3 separate regions of the Sus scrofa genome follow, and all the other regions are linked to region 1. A link is a contact called in public HiChIP or PLAC-seq and promoter capture Hi-C data. All regions are on one chromosome and are shown on one strand. Each heading gives the region's core, a stretch centred on a gene start, on an enhancer-like site or on the middle of the called end of the contact. The rest is flanking DNA. Distances are from core to core; before and after follow the strand shown.

What was found. Promoter capture Hi-C pulls out the DNA fragments that hold promoters and counts their contacts. HiChIP or PLAC-seq counts read pairs in DNA pulled down with a chosen protein or histone mark.
Region 2: an H3K27ac HiChIP or PLAC-seq map of alveolar macrophages shows a contact between it and region 1. The contact joins the promoter of UBQLN1 here to the promoter of GKAP1 in region 1. A contact is called at or near these places in 1 of 5 promoter capture datasets (liver), 12 of 47 Hi-C or Micro-C datasets (alveolar macrophages, blood, embryonic fibroblasts and 6 more) and 2 of 2 datasets of contacts at active chromatin or transcription factors (alveolar macrophages and skeletal muscle).
Region 3: a promoter capture Hi-C map of liver shows a contact between it and region 1, with 5 times the contacts expected there. The contact joins the promoter of IDNK here to the promoter of GKAP1 in region 1. A contact is called at or near these places in 2 of 5 promoter capture datasets (fetal liver and liver) and 1 of 47 Hi-C or Micro-C datasets (skeletal muscle).

What each region holds. Positions count from the first base shown.
Region 1 is chr10:31,140,481-31,143,180 of Sscrofa11.1, forward strand. GKAP1 (G kinase-anchoring protein 1) reads left to right here and starts at 1,319. Exons shown (of 12, transcript XM_005668028.2): 1 at 1,319-1,566. It overlaps LOC102159026 (a long non-coding RNA gene), which reads right to left and starts at 59. Exons shown (of 4, transcript XR_002336307.1): 1 at 1-59.
Region 2 is chr10:31,274,520-31,277,219 of Sscrofa11.1, forward strand. It overlaps UBQLN1 (ubiquilin-1), which reads left to right and starts at 1,397. Exons shown (of 12, transcript XM_021064658.1): 1 at 1,397-1,654; 2 at 1,920-2,539. The coding sequence starts at 2,360. It overlaps LOC110255669 (a long non-coding RNA gene), which reads right to left and starts at 2,027. Exons shown (of 2, transcript XR_002336308.1): 1 at 1,895-2,027; 2 at 1-1,171.
Region 3 is chr10:31,339,586-31,342,285 of Sscrofa11.1, forward strand. IDNK (probable gluconokinase) reads right to left here and starts at 1,440. Exons shown (of 5, transcript XM_005668037.3): 1 at 1,423-1,440. FRMD3 (FERM domain-containing protein 3) reads left to right here and starts at 1,515. Exons shown (of 18, transcript XM_021064663.1): 1 at 1,515-1,585; 2 at 2,231-2,372.

The DNA.
Region 1 (2,700 bases), core at 69-2,568:
ACCATTTGCTTTTCCTGAACATCACTTTCATTGATTTACCTTCCTAATATATGCGTGTGTGTTTTTAGGGCCACACCCACGAGCACATAGAGGTTCCCAGACTAGGGGTCGAATCGGAGCTGTAGCCGCCAGCCTACATCACAGCCACAGTGATGCAGGATCCGAGCTGCGTCTGAGACCTACACCACAGCTCACGGCACCGCTGGATCCTTAACTCACTGAGCGAGGCCAGAGATCGAACACACGTCCTTACGGATACTAGTCCAGTTGGTTAACCGCGAGGAACTCCCATACATTTTCTCATGGTCTCTTTTCTTGCTGTAAAACCATCCTCATCCCCTTCAAGGTCAATCCCCAGGGCAGCCTCCTTGCTGCCTTTCTTTCCTAATCCGCTAGACCGGTCTGAGCAGTTCAGTAATCTTCTGCAGTACTCCCTGTATTTTTCACGTGGTACCTATCCTGGCTTTTCTCTCATTATACGTGTTTTATTCCTTACTCTGAAGACAAGGACAGCATCTTCAACTCCTCTCTGTAACCCTGCAGTGTCTCACCTATGGGGGCGCCTACTAAAAGTTGAATCAAAGTGATTTGGGGAGATAATGTGATGTAACCGTAAGCAGCACAGAATTTGAAGTCAAGACAGCTGGGTTCCAGCTCTGCCATTTATTAGCTGCGAGGCTTTGAGTAAGTCACTCAGCTAGGCTTGTAAAGTGAGAGTCCTACTACCTGATGGAACACCAAGGGAGATAACGTGAAAGTGTAACTCTACAGAAAACTGAGCAATATTCGTTATTTTCCTTATAGAGATCTGATGCAGTCTTTCTATTCAAACCTTGATCTGGAGGACCATCCTTACTTCACTAACAGGGGGTCGAGCCCCGAGTGGCCCCCACATTCCACCGACCCTTCTCTACCCCAGGGGCTCTCTAACTGCTCTCCGCGATGCAGGTGAAGCCGCCGAACTGCTGGTGAACGGCCTGGAGTCCTATTCTCTCGGGAGGCCTCCCTCCTTCCATCCGCTCCGGGAAAGCCCTTCTCTTCCCGGTAACCCCTCGAAGACCGCGGCGTCGCCGCCTACGTGAGACGTTTGGACCCTGCCCGGCCCCCGTAGCTCCCCTTCTCCAGCAGGTGGTTCTGGCCCTTTCCCCCAACTCCGGGCGCTCACGTCACCGGAGAGCCTCTACCCACGCGCCAGCGCCGCAACCAACCGAGAAAATAAACAAACCCCCGCGCGCGGCGGCAGACGCGCCAGGCCCCGCCCCCGCCCCGCCCCGCGGCTCTCACGCCGCCCCCTCCGCCGGGACTTCCCTCCCGCCCTCAGCTCGCGGCCGCGCTCTCCCCGCCCCTCACCGCAGCCCGCAGCCGCGCTCCCCGCCGTGGTCCGCCCGGTCCGGCGCCACGGGGCCCGTTAGTGCCCGGCGCTCGCCCGCCGCGAGCCCATCTCTGCCCCCCGACACGTGACCCAGCCCGGTCCCAACGCCCAGTGCGGCCGCCACGGGAGTCGCGGAGCGGCGGCGGCAGGGGGAGGAGGGAGAGGAGGGCCGAACCGGCGGCTGGGGAGGCCCGGTGAGTACGCGGAGGGCGGGCCGCCTCGCTGGGTCCGCTCGGGCGCCTCTGAGGCGGTGGCGGTCGCTCAGCCGCGCCACTCTGTGCGCCCGGGGCTCAGCGGTAGGGGACTTGGCCTGGGGGGCGGCGGGCCCCGCTGGCCACAGCTGCCGGGCAGAGTGCGCGGGAGGGCCGCTCCTCGGGAAGGGCCGCGGCCGCGACGCTCGGCGGCGGGCTCAGGGACGAAGGAGAGGGACCGGCGGAGACCCCAGGCCCCGGGCCGTGCCTGCGCCTCCCGAGACCCCGCGGGGGCCGGGGTCGGGGGCGACCGCAGTGGCGGGGCCGCCGGTTGACAGGTGCCGCCGTCCCCTCCCCGTCGCGGGGAGCGGTCTTCCTCCGGGGGAGGCAGGCGCTCGGAAATTTCTGGAGCGACGACCTGACTCGCCGTTCTCTCCCTTTCAGGTTTTGAAGCCGTTTCTTTGCCCGGGTTAAGTCTTGCCCAGCCCCGTTTCTTTCTCTGTGTACTTTGCGCGAATAAGTTTTGGAGCATCGGTTAACAGCCTATGGGCGAAATTTGGCTTTCATTCATGAATGAGTGAATTTCATTCATGAATTACTTTTTGAATAAAGTGCTCCTCCTCCACGCTAGCTGTTGAAAACTAAAAAAGAAGGGTGTTGAATTTTGTTGGTTTTTTTTGCAATTATTGTTTGGAACAAGCAGTATTCCAGAATTTTTGTCATCTCTAGCACTTAGGGTGCTTGGTAGATAGCCAACAAGGATAAAAATGACTTATTAAATTTTCTCTCCACTTTCTTTTTAGAGTTTTCCATTCTTACCTTAGCCAGATTTTACAGTTGCCTACCTGCTACAGCTTTCATTAGAAGCAGTACTGAAAGAGTGTCTTTCCTCTCCTGAAAAGCCAGTGAAATTTTTTCGGCACTGTTCAGTATTGTCAGTTTCTTTATATCGTAAACATGCTTGTGACTGTAACTTGAATCACCAGTTTAATAAATTTGACTTTCAGCTATAAGAATATTAAAGAAACTTTATGGCAATCAAAAATATTAAAATCTTTAATCTGTGGAAATACAGATGTTTTTTTCTCAGCAGGCTTATATACGGCATTAGATGGCATTAGCAAATCCTTATTAATG
Region 2 (2,700 bases), core at 147-2,646, 130 kb after region 1:
GACATATGCTCTTGAAATTTTTTTTTTTTCTTTTTAGGAGCACACCCGAGGCATATGGATGTTCCCAGGCTAGGAGTCTAATTGGAGCTACAGGTGCCAGTCACAGCCACGACCACAGCAATGCCAGATCCCTAACACGCTGAGCGAGGGCAGGGATTGAACCTCCAACCTCACGGTCCTTAGTCAGATTCGTTTCTGCTGTGCCACGACAGGACCTCCAGCTCTTATATTTGTTTCACCAATCATTTAACAAACAAAAATTGTTCAAAAGAATATGCCTCAGACACCCTGTGGCCAAATCAGATCCTAGGCCTGTTTTTGTAAGTAGTTTTACCAGGACACAGGGAGGCTTAGTTACCCATACACTGTCTGCAGTTGTTCTTTGTTACAAGCACAGAGCTGAGTATTTGAGATGGAAAATGTATGGTCCACAAAGCCCGATACAGCTACTATCTAGTCTTTCGATGGTTTCTTACAAGGTAGAGTTGTATCCAAAAAGGGCTCTAATGAATTACTTAACTACATAGTCTTACAGATAAATTCTATTACTCCATAAATTGAGCATAGTCATCAGAATTTTTGTAGAAATTGATGTAGATATAAATAATTACAGAGAAATTTTTCCTAAGTGTAGGGTTAGAGATAAATGATTGGTTTTCCAATGGCAGAACTTTCCACCTTGACAAGTAATGATTACCTCACATCCAGACACAAACAAACAGTCATCTTCTAGCAGAGAGCCTTGTGTAACTTCTTCATGCTATTATTGAACAAGCTGCCAGGAATGTAGCTGATATCAGATGATGCCTATGTTGCAATTTACACTTTGAGAGCTCCTCTTAGACCGAGATTCCAAAGGAGCTCTGCTAAAAAGTGGTCTTCATGTAAGAGTACTTATAACCAGAACAGAGTTGGATGGCTTAAGAACAGAAATACAGTACGTATCCTTGCATATTTGGATCATGGTGGGGTGTCAGAGTTTACACTTGTGCAATACTGGTTAATAAAGTTCATGTCCTGTGTTGTACATTCCTTTGCAAGTCATCTTCAAAGGCAGATGATAAGTTCATTTCAAATTTAGAATTCTTTAGAGGGAAATTAACTTACTGTTTCTTATTTGTACCCATGTTTCATTGAATATAATCTTCGAAACTTTAATGCCACTTGAAGTCTGAAATGAAGCAGTAACTTAATTTGAAAGAATATAAAATGAACACCTGAGCTTCATTAAATTGTCCCAGTTGGGTGGGCACTTCTTGGGTACTCTGCTTGTGCCACAAACATTTGGGGGGATAGTATTCAGAGAACTCCAGGATGCACTAGCAGGGTTGTCAACGCAGGAGAGGCCACTGTCAACACAGGTGGCCTGATCACCTGACCAAACGGGACTGACCCGAGGGTGGGAAGCTCTGGCCATGGAGCAGTGACTCCGCGAAACTGCGCAAGGTGGCTACAGGCATGTACTCCATTTTCCTTTTCTTAGGACGAGGATTTTTTTCCTCCATTAATTCATAATTCAACTCTCGCGCACCGGGCTATAAGAGCAAGTGTTTTAAAGCTTCCAAGTGGGTAAGAATCAAGCACATTTAAAATCAACGAAACACCTTGCGGGCATTTGTTCTAGACCCTCCTCGCAGCAGGCTACGCAAAGCAGGTACGGGAGCTAAGGGGGTGCGCACCGCCACCGGGGGGAGGGGGGGTGTAAGGTGAGGGGGTTGGGGAAACTACCTGGCCCACCAGCGCGCACGCGCATCTCCAGCCGCAGCGCCCAGTGGTCGATACCCCTTTCCAGTACTTTCGCTAGCCGTGACGTCATCCCTCTGCGCCCTTTCTGTCTCCCCGAGAACACGCGAGTTTATTTTTTGGTGAAAGGGGTAAAAAGAAATGAACTGACCTCTTCTACCCCACTTTGTTTTTAGTCCTTCATTCTGAACGCGCCTACGCTTTGAGCAATGGAGCAGGAAAGGGCAAAAAAGCCAGCCAGAGTCCCAAGCGGCGCCGGCCTGGCATGACTCGGCTACGTCTCCAGCCGCGTTACCCGGCGTGCCCCGCGCGGCGCCGGCAGAGGGACGTGGGGGGGAGGGGCGGGGAGGAGGAAGCGGCGGCGGCGGCTGCGGATGTCGCTGTGAGCGAGCGGCATCTGAACACACGGCGGCTGCCGAGCGCCCAACCCGGGCCTGCGCCGGGGTCCACGCCAAGCTTCGCGGCCCCTCGCCCGCTAGGACAGCCCTGCGCCCGTTGTCACCGAGGCAGCGTGCCCCACATTCTCCGCTGCCCAGGCCGGCCGGCTCTGGCGTCGCCTGGCTCCCCCTCGTTCGCCCGCTCCCTCCTGCGCGCCTGAGTCACCGCCGTCGCCGCCATGGCCGAGAATGGTGAAAGCGGCAGCCCTCCGAGCTCCCAGGACAGCGCCGCCGCGGCCGAAGGTGCCGGCGCCCCCGCGGCCGCTGCCTCCGCCGAGCCCAAGATCATGAAAGTCACCGTGAAGACCCCGAAGGAGAAGGAGGAGTTCGCAGTGCCGGAGAATAGCTCAGTCCAGCAGGTGAGGGCCGCCCTAGGCTCGGGGCGTAGTGGGGATGGCGGCAGGACCTCCGCCCGCCGTGGGAGGAGACGGTTTTGCAAGGGTTTGGCGGTGGTGGGGGTCGTCCCCGGAGGTGCCCTCATCCTTTCTCCCGCGTCTCATCCCAAATTCGATCACACCCA
Region 3 (2,700 bases), core at 190-2,689, 200 kb after region 1:
GGTTAAGGATCCAGCATTGCTGTGGCTGTGGCAAAGCTGCAGCTCCGACTTTACCCCCAGCCTGGGAACTTACATATGCCACAGGTGCTGCCTTAAAAAGCTAAAAAAGGAGATCCTGTCATGGCTCAATGGTTAACGAATCTTACTAGGAACCATGAGGTTTCGGGTTCGATCCCTGGCCTTGCTCAGTGAGGATCTGGCATTGCCGTGAGCTGTGGTGTAGGTTGCAGACGCGGCTCAGATCCCAGGCTGCTGTGGCTCTGGCGAAGGCCGGCAGCTACAGCTCCAATTAGACTCTTAGCCTGGGAACCTCCACAAGCTGGCAGGAGTGGCCCTAGAAAAGGCAAAAAGACCAAAAAAAAAAAAAAAAAAAAAAAGCCACAATAATTTTGTAAAGTTAAACTAACCTACCTGGAGCAAGGGTCTTTAATACACACCTGACCACAAGAGCAGTTCCTGATTCAGAAAATTCTAGAAGGGTACTGTATGCCTTTAAAGTTTGTGATGTTTTAGTTGTTTTTTTGCTCTTTGGTGGAATGCCGCCGTAGCCTCTTCTGATAAAGGGCAATGTTAGACTTTGGTCTAATCAGGAAGCCAAAGACTTCCTCAGCCCCCAAGGTGGCCAGACTAGGCTGGGCAGAGGCTCTGTGGTGTGCAGTGATACTCCTTCCCCGCAAACCTTTAGGGGTCACTCTTCATAATAATACTGAGTCCTTCCAGTGGAAGGGGGAACACAATAGATCAGAGGGTTAAATTCACTTTCCAAAATCTAATCAGAAAATTCCAGGGACCGGGTGGGGGTAGCTGGCACTCCGTCCAGCCTGACAAAGACGAGATTTGCCCCTGCTCTTTGCGCCTTGCTCCCTTCCACGCTCTTCTGACAAAAGGCTCCCCAACATAGGCACTGTGACAGCCCAAGCAGCTCCAGGTGGCGAGTGGAACCCGTTACTCCATGTGAGCCCTGGCAGGCGCCTCTTCACAAGACGCTTTCGCTAGAGCCCCTTTCTTAACAGAGAACCCTTCAGGCCAGGCGCTCGGGGGTGAGCAGGTGTCCCAGGTCTCTACTTCCTCATCGGCAAAGGAAAAGAGGAGACTCCCTCAGGTCCTCCAGTCCCCGTGGGCCCGGAAGGGCCTCTGCAGGCGCGGAAGAGCCTTTGCCGCCCCGCACCGCCTCCTCACTGCGCCATCTGCGCCCCCACCCCTCCAAGACCTACTTCCCAGAGCCGCTCACTCCCATCACCAGCAGCACATTTGGCGCAGCCATTCCTTCCTGCTTGGCTCCTCCCCGCCGCCTTCCGGGGCGGGTACGCCACGCCTTCCTAGCCCGGGGGCGGAGCCTCACGCCCCTCCCCTCTAGACCCCGCCCCAACAGCGCCCCGCTGCCCCACCCTCCCTTCCCTCCCCAGCCTCCCCACCTCTCACCTCCTTCGGACCCGCGAGACGTGCCCCTCCTCCCGCGCCCCTGCCCCGAGGAGACCCACCCCGCGCTGAGACCCCGCCCCCAGGCGCTCCGCCCCCCCCGCCGCGACCGCGGAGAGGCGCACCCGCGGCGCTGCTCCCCCTTGCAGTCTCTCCACGGCCGCGGGTAAGTGGTACCGGCGCTAGGTGCCGGGAGCTGGCCGCAAACCCCTCGGCTCGCGGGCCTCTTCTCCTGTACCCCACTCCGCTGCAGGGGAGCGTCGCCCTTTCCCAACGGATGCTGCTGTTTCTTCTCCACCAACAGAAAGAGCTTTTATTTACTATTTTAAAATAATATTGTAAAAAGAATAAGCAGAAAATGAATCCACACCTTTCCTCACTATGCGGCGACAAAGCATCTGTTCCCCAAATGATCTCCTTCTGTATAGATAGATAGGTATGAATACTTTATGAAATTGGGGTCATGCTTGTATACAGTGTTTCGTAACCTGGCGTTTTGTCACAATATACAAGGCAGACTTTTTTTGGTGTCAAATATAGACTGGACCGTAGTGACACATGTGATGGCTCTGTTATTTAATCTGCTCTCCTCAGGTAAATTACTTAAGAGGAAGAAATACCCCTTTAAAGGGCCCATTTGCTTTAAAACAGTGTGTTAACTATGTACCTTTTAAAAGTACTTGGTTAAAAGCACTTCTACCGACTTTCTGTCCAACATCCTCTGTTACCCAAGTTTATATTGCTCTGTGTCCTTGAAAATAATAAAGCTGACATAAAAGCATTTATCTAATGTGCTTTTTTTCTTACTTAGCACAAATGAGTGACACCTCAGTGTTCCTGGATGGGGATTATACAGATGAAGAAATTGAAACCTAGAGGGACAAGGTGACTTGCCTAAGATCTTGTGGCCAGTGAACATTTCCTGAACAGCCACCATCCGCAGGGCTCCAAAGGTGAATTCTGTTACCCTCCAGTTGCTCCCAGGCGGGTAGGGAGATAGAGGTGTAAGCATTGCTGTAACTTGTGCTCTGCTTTACCAGCTCCTGGGGGGGGTGGGGGGTGGGGTGGAAGAACACTTCCCGTTTCTTTCAAAGTTCAAGTCGGAATAGTTAGCAGAGGAGTTCCCTTCGTGGCTCAGTGGAAAGGAACCTGACTAGCATCCATGAGGACGCAGGTTTGATCCCTGGTCTCATTCAGTGGGTTAAGGATCCAGCGTTGCTGTGAGGTGTGGTGTAGGTCGCTGACTCGGCTTGGATCTGGCTTGCTGTGGCTGTGATGTAG